Linked DNA regions of Mus musculus: all the other regions are linked to region 1. The links are chromatin contacts, called in public HiChIP or PLAC-seq and promoter capture Hi-C maps. All regions are on one chromosome and are shown on one strand. The core of a region is the stretch at or near the end of the contact, and the rest is flanking DNA. Distances in the headings are between cores, read along the strand shown. Region 1 holds the start of Mipol1 (mirror-image polydactyly 1). Region 2 overlaps Sec23a (SEC23 homolog A, COPII coat complex component). Region 3 has its middle 110 kb from the start of Sec23a. Region 4 has its middle 25 kb from the start of Fbxo33.

Region 1 (2,700 bases), core at 102-2,601:
AAATCCGCCTGCCTCTGCCTCCCAAGTGCTGGATTAAAGGTGTGTGCCACCACTGCCCTGCTAGGGCTCATTGTTTAGAAGTTAGTGTGGCCTCTTTTTTGGAAACTTTTGCTATGTATCCCAGGCTGTCCTGGAATTCACGTTCACTCTTCAAAGGTTCAGAATTACAGATGTGTACCACCATAATCATATTTTTTTAGTGGTGGTTTGTTTACATAAAAATATGATTCAACTCCGACTAATGTAAAGTAATAAATAAAATTTAAAAATGCATTTAAAGCCTGAATCTGTCACAAGTCACTAGTACTAGTCATTAGTTACATAAATAATGAAACTTTTTCTTTTTAGTATTATGCTCTATTTATTCCAAATAATTTCCATCTGGTCATCTCATCCTTTTTTTCCATGCTTCATTCCTCCTGTCACCTACTTTGTGGAGTATGTGGCACTTCTGAAAGGTGAACCTTTGCTAGAGGAAATGGGTCACTGCTTTTTGGTTATAGAGCCCAGCTCCATTTTCTATTCTCTTGTTTTTTGACTGGATGGCTAGCCACTTTGCCATCCTGCCTTTATTAGCATGGTGGACACGGATCTCGTATTGCTATAAGCCAAAATAAAGTCTTTCACGAACTTTGTCTATTAATTCAGAAAATAAATATAATTTTCTGCTGTGGGTGTAAAAAATTACTATTATTACTGTTACCCCAGCATCCAGAAGACTACTTGGCATGTAGTATGCCCTCAATAAATAGATAAGTTAGAGTGACTTCAATAGCTCAACACTAAATTACCAGAGCATCAGTGGCTAGGGTGGGGTGCAGGAGTTCTAGATTAGATAGGGCAGCATAGGGACACTACTTCTCTTTCTTTAAAAGGAGAAAAATATTCGAATATTATCAGCTATATCATCTAATAGAATTCCACATTACTCCTATACTTCGCTTTAAAAATATCCCTGGCGTTCAGCCCTTTCTTTTAAGTTCTGCGATTGAACATTCTGAGTACACCCTTTCTAGTCCTGAAGTCAAAATGTCACCAGCCTTAAAGCTTTTCTGAAACCATTGGCCGATGTCTAAGTCTCACTCTGGCTCACTTCGCAGGACCTTTCCTTCTGTCCCCGCAAAGCACTGCGCACAGAAGGAAACCACTGCCCAGTGAAGATACTCCATGGGATGAGCCCGAGAACCACACATTTCCCCAGTTAGCGCGCACTGGTTGTCAGCTCCTCCCACAGAACGCGACCTCGAGGTCGCCTTCCTTTCCAGCAGCCCGGAACCATCCTTGAGCCCTCCAGCTCGCCGGAAGCCCCGCCCCGTCCCGCCCCGCCCCGCGGCAGCCAGCGGACTCGCGCATGCTCGCTGCGCGCAGCCTCGTCCCCGCGTGCTCTCGCGCGCTTCCTCTCGCCCGCTCTGCTCTTTTTGGTTACTCAGGGGCACGCGCAGCGTTTCGCGCGACGATTGGCTGCCTCGGTGGCGGCGCCACAGGACCGGGCAACTACGCGAGCGGAGTGGGCGCTTAAGGATCCCGCGGCTCCTCAGGTAACGGCGTGGACCGGGAGCGGCTGGGGGAGGGGGGAGAACCTCAGGGTGGCCTGCAGCCCGCCCGGGACTTCCGGCCGCGGCCCCTGGAGGTGCAGGAGCGCTGCGTGGCCCGCGTCGCGGCGTCCTCAGGTGACAACACCGCTCCTTCTCCAGGTTTCGGCCTCATGGCGTCATAGTCTTTCAAAAGTTAAGAAGGGACGAACAATGACTCGGAAGTGTGGGCTGTTTTTCCTCTAAGCTTTGACGAGTTAGGGTTTCAGTCCTGGCGGGACCGCGGATCCACTCTGTGCTTTTGCGGGACACTTGAGCGATTCACAGTTCTCACCCTTCAAAGTGCGAGCAAAAACCCCAGTGTAGTTCAGTATGCCCGGCGCCTACATTAGTAAGATGCAGCTGCAAACTCTGCCTTCACTACATTCAAGATTTGGCTTTTCTTTTTTTTCTTTTTCTTTTTGGTTTTTTTTTCGAGACAGGGTTTCTTTGTATAGCCCTGGCTGTCCTGGAGCTCACTTTGTAGACCAGGCTGGCCTCGAACTCAGAAATCCGCCTGCCTCTGCCTCCCGAGTGCTGGGATTAAAGGTGTGCGCCACCATCGCCCGGCCAAGAGCTGGCTTTTCTAACTGGAGGATGACACCACCCAGTGGTATTGGTGAAGTACTTGAAGTTGGACACTACAAGATAGAAGAATAGACTAGGTTTCTAAGAGAATAGGCCTTTGGAAGGGCTCCTTGAGCGTTTTGATGTCCGTTAATTCCCGATGGTGGTAGACAGCTAAAGAAGGACAGTTTTAACCTGTCTCACGAGTTACCTCACTTTGCAAAGTTTCGTATTGCCATCTGGAATGAACCTCACATCAAAGGACAGTTAGTTACATAATCATTACATAGGCTATCATCCCGTACCTCAATGTGCCTCAAACTAGAGTGACTTGAGAGGAGGGTAGTTAAAGGAGGAATTGCCTCCATCAGATTGGGAACATTTTCTTGATTAATGATTGATATGAGAGGGCCCAGATCACTGGGTTTTTTCAGCCCCAGGCAGGTTGGACCGCAGTTGTTAAGGAAGCAAACCAAGCATGCTATGGAGAGCAAGCCAGTAAGCAAGGTTACTCCCTGGTCTCTGCTTCAGTTCCTGTTTCCAGGTTCCAGCCTTGAGCTCT
Region 2 (2,700 bases), core at 65-2,564, 1.8 Mb after region 1:
CCAGGTTCATTCAGGAAGAGAATTCCCGCCTCAAGCGCTAGGATGGAGAGTGACAGAAAAAGACACTTGATTCTGACCCCTGGTTTCCACACGATCACGCTTGGTGCACCCATGCATACACACACACACATATATACATACAGGGAAAATGAGAATTTCAGTCTGAGGGGTTGATAGTATTATAAACTGTGTGAGCCTGGCTGGCCTCAAACTCACAGAATAGCTCTTCATGCCTCTGCTTCCCAAAGAAGGTCATATGTTCTATAAACTTAATCCAGTCAAACTTTCTTTAGATAGAACCTTTTTTTAATTTCAAAGACATAATTCTGGGGGATTGGTTTGTTTTTAACACTTCTGCTGATCCTAGATGCAAAGCATCTCATCCTCTACAAGACTGGCAATTCTTTGTGTAAGGCTTGTATGTAAGTTGTTGTACATGTATGGTCATGTGGGGCGTGTACATGCACTGTGTCCAGATGCCTATGGAGGCCAGAGGACAACCCTGGATGCATTCTCAAGAGCACCATCCATCTCCTTTGAGACAGTAGCTCTTTGGCATGCAGCTCACCAATTAGCCTAAAGTGTCTGGATGGCAAGCCATAGGGATACTCCTGTCTCTGCTTCCTCTACACTGGGATTACAAGCACAGACCATGTCTACCTTTTCCACATGGACTCTAGTGATCAAACTCAGGTACAGGCAAGGATTGAACCCACTGACCCAACCCCTAAACCATATATATTACTTTAGATATGTTACTTTATATGTAATGTATTTTATAGTGACAAATTTAATTTTTTCAGCCTTTTAAGTTTTATTTTTATTCATGTGTATGTGTATATATCTGTATATATGTATACACAAGAGCACAGATGTCTACAGTAGCTAGAACAGGGTGTCAGGTCTCCTGGACCTGGAGTTATCAGTAGTTATTAACCATCGAACCTGGGTATGGGGGGTGGGGGAACACGACCAAACAATAGTCCTCTGTAAGAGCAGCAAGAACTCTTAAATGCTGAGTCAGGCCTCCAGCCCTGGGGTAGTTAGAAGAAGAACGGCCCCTTAAATGCTGAGTCAGGCCTCCAGCCCTGGGGTAGTTAGAAGAAGAACGGCCCCTTAAATGCTGAGTCAGGCCTCCAGTCCTGGGGTAGTTAGAAGAAGAATGGCCCCTTAAATGCTGAGTCAGGCCTCCAGCCCTGGGGTAGTTAGAAGAAGAATGGCCCCTTAAATGCTGAGTCAGGACCCCAGCCCTGAGGTAGTTAGAAGAAGAACGGCCCCCTTGGGTGCATATATTTGAATGCATTAGGGAGTGGCACGACTTGAAAGGGATTATGAGGTGAAACCTACTTGGAGTAGGTGTGACTTTGTTGGAAGAAGTCTATCAGCAGGTGGTGGGCGGGCTTTTGTCAAGCCAATCCCAGTGGCTTTCACTTCCTGTTGCCTATGAATCTGGATGTAAAATTCTCAGCCACCTTTCCAGCACCACTTCTGCCTAAGTGTTGCCATGTGCCCTGCTGCGCTGACAAGTGGACTAAACCTCTGAACTGTAGGTAGGCCCCAATTAAATGTTTTCTTTTACAAGACCTACCATGGTTATGGTATCTCTTCACAGCAATAAATCAATGACTAAGGCAAGCCCCTTTCTCTGTTTTTAATTTTCTCTCATCCAACAATATTTAAATGTTTCCAGTAAATAAGAGTAAGATATCTTAGTCTGGTAAAATATTGTCTTCTAAAGACAGACTTTCTCCCTGACCTGGAACTCCACAGATAAGCTAGGCTAGCTACAGCTACCCAGGATTCGCCTGTCTCCATCCCCCAGGATGCAATTGCACATGAGTTCCAGCACATCTAGCTTTTTGTTCTTCCCATGTTCTGGGGACCAAATTGAGGCCCACATGCTTGCTTACCAACTGGCCTCCCTCCCCACCCCTAGGAGTACTTTTAAAAACTGCTATTATAGCTGGGCAGTGGTGGTGTACACCTTTAATCCCAGCACTTGGGAGGCAGAGACAGGTGGATTTCTGAGTTCGAGGCCAGCCTGGTCTACAGAGTGAGTTCCAGGACAGCCAGGGCTATACAGAGAAACCCTGTCTCAAAAAAACAAAAAAACAAACAAACAAACAAAAAACACAAAAAACTGCTATTATACTTGTCATTGACTATTTTACAAAATAAGCTAGGCTTAAAAGACATAAAATGCCCTTAGTCACAAATGTTTATTTTTCTAGGCATAAATGTTACTCAGAAACCCAGCTTGGGAGTATGGCCTAAAATAGTTTTTATATATAAATTACAACTCTAATTTAAAAAAAAAAAAAAAAAAAAAAACTTACTTCCTAGCAATTGTGGTCACTCGGATGCGTCTCTGGCCACTTGAGTGCTGATACTGGGTCACAAATTGGACTGCACCTCGTCCTCCTTGAGGAATTGGAGCATTATGCTGTATGCATAAAAATAAAGAAGTAAGAACTAGGCAAAATCTACCATGATAATGTCACAGTATCAAAAATAACATACTCTCTACCACTAAGAAAATCACTGTAGGACAAGGAAAAGCCCAGGGGCTGGAGAGATGGCCCAGCAGTCAAAAGCACTTCAGAGGATGCAGGTTCAGTTCCCAGCACCCAGACAGTGGCCCACAACCCTCAGTCATCTAACACTCTCATCGGGCCTCTGCAGGCACCAGGCACACAGATA
Region 3 (2,700 bases), core at 147-2,646, 1.7 Mb after region 1:
GACAGGCAATAAGCACATTTATAATATAGGAATATAAGTACTGTGAGGTAGAGGCTAACTAGTGTCATTTGTAATCATGGGGACAGTAGAAAAAAGGCATTGAAGGAAATTGAGAGTTTTGTTGAGACATGTTTGGTTTACATGGTACATTAATTCTCTGGTGGTACATACTGCCTCTAACAGTTCATGCTGTTTCTCCATTTGACATTTAATGGGGACTTTCCCATTCAAAAATATAAAGGGATCTGGAGAGTTAGCTCAGCCATAAAAGAGCATTTATTGTTCTTGCAGAGGACCCAGATTTGATTCCCAGCACCTACATGGTAGCTTATAACAATCTATAACTCCAGTTCCAAGGGACCCAATGCCCTCTTCTGAGCTCTTTAGATACTATACATATAACTGGTGCACAGATGTATCATGCAGGCAAACCACTCATATGCATAAAAAAATAAAATGAAAATATAAATGTACATTATGGACAAAAATAATAGCCCATGCACTCAGCAGGCTGAGACAGAGAGATTGCCATGAGTTCAAAGCCAGCCTGGACTACAAAGTAAGATCCTGTTTCAAAAAACCAAAAACAGCAACAAAAAATCAAAATACAGATGTCTATATGATGTTCTCAAAAATAGAAACCTAGCTCAAAATCCACCAAATTGGTGTAACTGATTACCTATTGCTGAATATTCATTTTCACTTTGTATAATTATAAGAAACTGTCAGCATAAATTTTCTTCATGCATATTTATTAAAACCTCTGATTATTTTATTATAGTAATTCCTAAATGTGGAAATACTTGATCAAAGCATATGTACATTTTAATGCTTTTGATTAACACTGAAAATGTTTTTCTACAGGAAGATTATACCAATTTTCATAGCCACAACTTGCCACTGCATACATTTTTCTTTTATAAAAAAACAAAGCATTTCCCTATTTTTAATATAAGACAAAAATGGTGGCTAACTTTTATTGAGAAATTACTACATTAAAAGTCCTATGCTTGTACAAACATTACCTGAAACTTCCACATTTTTTTGAAAATTGAGAAATTCAAGCTTACAAAGAACTAAATAAATTGCCAAATGACCCTCAGATATTAAGTCAGAACTAGTTTGAATACAAGTTATCTGTGTTTCTTTCTCTGTCCACTAATTCATAACCCTATCAGTAATTTAGTTCATTGATAACTAATTGACAATTAGTGTTTGATAGTAATGTCGTGCTTTGTTATATTGTAATTTTTTTTGGCTGTAATAAAATACCATGACCAAAAGCAACTTACATAACAAAGTTGGCTTATGGTTCCAGAGAAGAATTCATAACAGCAGAAGAGACACCACAGAAGACAGTTGGAAATCCGCCAATCATACTTCCGTTGTGAGGCATTCACCAGAGAAGATCCTAGGATGTGGTTTAAGCTGACAGAAAGTCTTTATTAGCTGGTGGGCAGCTACACTGAATGTTCAGGGTCCCATTGTAGCACTGAGTCTTTTTCAGAGTGAGCTTTTAGGCACAAAAAAGTATACCCTGAGTTGACATACTTCAGTTAACAAGAACAGATAGCCAGAAACAGAACTACAGAAGCCAAAGGGCAAGGCTACTACATTTTGAGACTTTCTCAGAACCATGTGGACTTTGATGAATTAGGCTTTTGTTTTAGTTTTGACAGGTTGTGCTGCCTATGTGCTGAGTTTTACAGCCTGAATGGTACTTCCATCATGGAGTCAGTTGTGCTAAGGTCTCAGGACCTACTAAGGTCTGGGGCCATGTTACCCATTAGTCCCTTGTACTTGGAGCTAACAATTCATTCCTGTATCCACTCTATTTCATGACAGACTCTATAGAGACAGCACTGGTTGAAAACAACACGGAACACTCTGTCTGTGGGTGCTATAGGAGGTTGAGAAGCCTTAATCTAAACCTGTGGCTCAAGAAAAAACCTCACTCATGTGACCCAACAATTAAGCATGAATTTAAGGGCTATCCTAGGATACTGCATTCTTGTGAGGCAGGACACATTGGGGATGGGATATGGGAATGAGAATTCTGCCAGGCTGTCTCCCTGGTAGACTATTCAGGGCAATCACAGAACCAATCAACAGCTTTACTAAAAAAAAAAAAAAAAAAAATCCTTTCTCCTCTTTAGACGAAAGCCTCATTTCAATGGTCTCCTCGCTGACAGGATCTTGAGTTTCTGCAGCCTAAAGGATCAGCATCTTGAAGAGAGGGAGATGGATAAAGTTATGAGCAAAGTGACCCTTGATCCATTCTATCATCTGATATAATCAGAGATCGGATATAATATGCAAGTAAGAAAGAGGAATGATCACAGAAGATGGTAGCTGAACACACAGCTGGAAGGAAACATCCATCACTGAGCTACCTACTCCATACCTGAGAAAATCTGCTCAAATTCTTGTCAGACGTCCAGTGTAAGACACTACAGTTTTGCCAGATCACTGTCCAAGTTATATGTGCTGTTATTAGCGAATGTAGACTCAAGTGTACAGAAGCTCATTAAAAGCATAGATTCTATCGTTCTCATTGACTGCTTTGTCATCTTTCTCTAACTTAAAGCTAAGGACTCCCCCCAAACCATTATTTTACATAGATCCCTGAACAGTAAGTAAGTAAGGATTTTGGCTCCCAGACTAAACAACCAGATGCATAACCTCTCTTACAGAATTCTG
Region 4 (2,700 bases), core at 72-2,571, 2.0 Mb after region 1:
TCTGTTAAAAATCTTCTGGCTCCTTCTCATTCTCTGGCTCATTCTGTCTTCACCTGTGTGGAGCCTGTTCCCCCTGCGACCTGTCTGTGTAAAACCCTGCCAGTAAAATAGCCTTCTCCCCCTTTATTTCTCTGTGCTGTTCTCTCTTAAGTTGCCCCTCCTTTCTTGAAAGTTGGGAATATCCTGTTCTGTCAAATCTTTCGCTGATTCATCACTTTGCTTGCCACTTAGACATCACTTTCAAACATGGGTGCTTCCTTTTACAAACTAACTAACTTCATTGGGATTAAAGATGTGTGCAAAGGTGAGTCTGTATTCCAGCCAGAGGGATTAAAGGTGTGTGCTAAGGGCTGAGATACAGCACAACCAGAAACGTTATTTTCTTAGTAAGGAACACAGTCCCAGGGTTCACAGTGTAACCAAATATCCTGCGGCACATAGGGTTAGGAAGCTATAGAGTTGTTTTGTGAACTTTGTTGATAATTGTTGTATCTGCAGAAGTAGTTCCAGGTTCACTGTAAGCTTTCTTAACTGTAAGTTAAGAAACAACTTAAGGCTTTGTTTTCACAACATAAACCACACATATATATTTTTTTCTCAGCTATTTTCACAGAACTTGCTAGGAGTGTTAGAAAACTTTCTCTCTTTTTTTGGTTTGGTTTTTGTTTTAAATTTGAGAGCCCCCCTAAAACAAGCTCTGAAGAACATAAACTTACTGTGTGTTACAGTGAGGGGAAGAAGGGGGGGGGGCTCTTGTAAGACAGAAATGTGATTCAGCCTCGTTTGAGAAATGGGAGTATTTCTTTGTGTAAGAATTTCAAAGCTTTCCAGTGTGTAGTGGCATGAACTGTATTACCAGAAGCTGGTCACTCCTGGGCTGTGCCTCGCCCTGCTTCCCTTTGTAAGTCCTCCTCAGCTTAGGTGCCACGTCTTCAGGCTACACAGTATTTAGTCTGTATAATGTCAAACACCAGTATTTAATTTTATTTTAAATTTAAATTTCAGCAGGCCTAAGGTTGTCTCTTGCTTTTCTGGCAGTATTTGAATGTATAAATGGGTAAGTGCCTGGGCAGAGAGCTAAGGCTCTTATCTAGAGGACGGTTAAATGCATGCAGTGACTGATAGTACTGTTACTCTGTTACTTTTTTTAAACGTATGTACATCTGTTTGAGTGGATTTACGTGCACCATAGTGTGTAGGTGCTAGCAGAGGCCAGAAGGTGTTGGATCCTCCGGAACTGGAGTTGTAGTCATTTGTGAGCCACCTGATAAGGGTGCTGGAAATCAAACTGGAGTTTGCTACAAGAGCAGTGGGAGCGCTCAAGTGCCGAGTCAAGTCTCTAGCCTTGTGATTAGTTTTGTTTGTTGTGTTTTTTTGGGGGTGGGGTGGGGTGGGGAACAGAAAGTATTTGGAAAAAAGATATATAGGAGGATCTTAGGGTTATAAGTGTACTAAAAATGAGGTAACACTCCTTCATGCACATACCTGTGAAGCCGATATCTTGGTTAAAGCAAATAGATGTTTATTCTTAGAGAATTTGTTTTGTATTCAAATAGTAAGCAGTGCTTGGAAGTTGCCCTCTTCCTATCAGAGCTCAGAGGTCACGGGGCACTGGTTAACTGTCGGACAGATGCTTATGTAACATGAGGCTGGAGTGGTAACCAGGATTCCTGACCCCTCTAGGCCTCTGAATGTTAGGAGAAACTGATTTTTGCATCTGATGTTTCATACTTCTTCAAAATAACTCCGTAAAGCAGTTGCAGCTGGTGTTTTCATTTTTGTTTTAGATTTAGGAAGCAGGTCTTTGTAATTTGGTTTATAGAACCAACACTGAAGCTCAAGAGGATGTAGGTCAGCATGAACGAAAGGCCCTTCATCTCTCCAGCTAGATCTATGAGCATGAGGCAAAGGTAACAGGGAAACGTGCCAGAATATCAGAAACGTCTGAAAACAGCAAGATTACACTGCTTAATACTCAAAAACGCCGTGCTGAAAGGCTGTAAAAAAAAATCTCCAAAAAGGAAAGAAAAGAAAAAAAGCCGGGCGTGGTGGTACACACCTTTAATCCCAGCACTTGGGAGGCAGAGGCAGGCAGATTTCTGAGTTTGAGGCCAGCCTGGTCTACAGAGTGAGTTCCAGGACAGCCAGGGCTACACAGAGAAACCCTGTCTCGAAAAACCAAAAAAAAAAAAAAAAAAAAAAAAAGAAGAAAAAAAATCTCCAATGAACCAGATTATAAATAATGTCGCTGCACGTGACCTGCAACTTCATGACTACTCTAACAGATGGCATGCTGTGTAGTCTCATTTGAATTTATACTGTGTTATATATCATCAGCTCTGAAAAGTTCTCCTACCTCCTGTAGTGAGTTCAGTTCAGGTCAGGATTAGGTAGAACAGCCATGTTCTGGAGACAGTAAATGGTTGAGCATTTACCACTTTGACAAGTTACGAGTCTCTGTAGTTACTGCTACCCATGGCAAACGGGAGCTTGTCTAAGCAGAGGACAGCACTGCTCCCCTATGGATAGAAACATAACTATTTGGAAGGCAATCTGGTGTCCATATGGCAGAGGTCCATTCAGCAGAATAACAGCTGATTTCTAGGCTTTGGGATTTCAACCATGTTTACTGCACCAGACTTGAACTCCCTCCCGTGGCGAGAGTGTCTGTGGTCTCTGTGTTCCCAGGCCAGACTTCTG

Evidence for each region. Promoter capture Hi-C pulls out the DNA fragments that hold promoters and counts their contacts. HiChIP or PLAC-seq counts read pairs in DNA pulled down with a chosen protein or histone mark.
Region 2: a contact with region 1 is called in an H3K27ac HiChIP or PLAC-seq map of embryonic stem cells, with 5 times the contacts expected there. The contact joins the enhancer-like site here to the promoter of Mipol1 in region 1. A contact is called at or near these places in 6 of 39 promoter capture datasets (the 3T3-L1 cell line, embryonic stem cells, hippocampal neurons and 2 more) and 3 of 115 datasets of contacts at active chromatin or transcription factors (embryonic stem cells and epiblast stem cells).
Region 3: a promoter capture Hi-C map of pre-B cells shows a contact between it and region 1. The contact joins the enhancer-like site here to the promoter of Mipol1 in region 1. A contact is called at or near these places in 3 of 39 promoter capture datasets (hippocampal neurons, liver and pre-B cells) and 3 of 115 datasets of contacts at active chromatin or transcription factors (the 230-238 cell line, acute myeloid leukemia and pro-B cells).
Region 4: a promoter capture Hi-C map of liver shows a contact between it and region 1, with 3 times the contacts expected there. The contact joins the enhancer-like site here to the promoter of Mipol1 in region 1. A contact is called at or near these places in 4 of 39 promoter capture datasets (the 3T3-L1 cell line, the C10 cell line, liver and 1 more), 1 of 484 Hi-C or Micro-C datasets (the C10 cell line) and 2 of 115 datasets of contacts at active chromatin or transcription factors (large pre-B cells and pro-B cells).

The regions. Positions count from the first base shown.
Region 1 is chr12:57,229,074-57,231,773 of GRCm38.p6, forward strand. Mipol1 (mirror-image polydactyly 1) reads left to right here and starts at 1,352. Exons shown (of 10, transcript NM_001164370.1): 1 at 1,352-1,538. Prps1l3 (phosphoribosyl pyrophosphate synthetase 1-like 3) reads left to right here and starts at 1,339. Exons shown (of 2, transcript NM_001037746.3): 1 at 1,339-1,538.
Region 2 is chr12:58,980,232-58,982,931 of GRCm38.p6, forward strand. Sec23a (SEC23 homolog A, COPII coat complex component) reads right to left here. Exons shown (of 20, transcript NM_009147.2): 13 at 2,337-2,443. Among named protein-coding and RNA genes, the nearest start is that of Sec23a, 30 kb to the right of the region's middle. Within about 2 kb of position 1,315, at least 20 of the 459 cell types and tissues checked have an H3K27ac peak or open chromatin away from gene starts, as enhancers often do. A contact at or near this core is called in embryonic stem cells and epiblast stem cells, where this site is marked.
Region 3 is chr12:58,900,760-58,903,459 of GRCm38.p6, forward strand. No RefSeq gene overlaps it. Among named protein-coding and RNA genes, the nearest start is that of Sec23a, 110 kb to the right of the region's middle. Within about 2 kb of position 1,397, at least 3 of the 459 cell types and tissues checked have an H3K27ac peak or open chromatin away from gene starts, as enhancers often do. A contact at or near this core is called in pre-B cells, where this site is marked.
Region 4 is chr12:59,193,625-59,196,324 of GRCm38.p6, forward strand. No RefSeq gene overlaps it. Among named protein-coding and RNA genes, the nearest start is that of Fbxo33, 25 kb to the right of the region's middle. Within about 2 kb of position 1,322, at least 21 of the 459 cell types and tissues checked have an H3K27ac peak or open chromatin away from gene starts, as enhancers often do. A contact at or near this core is called in liver, where this site is marked.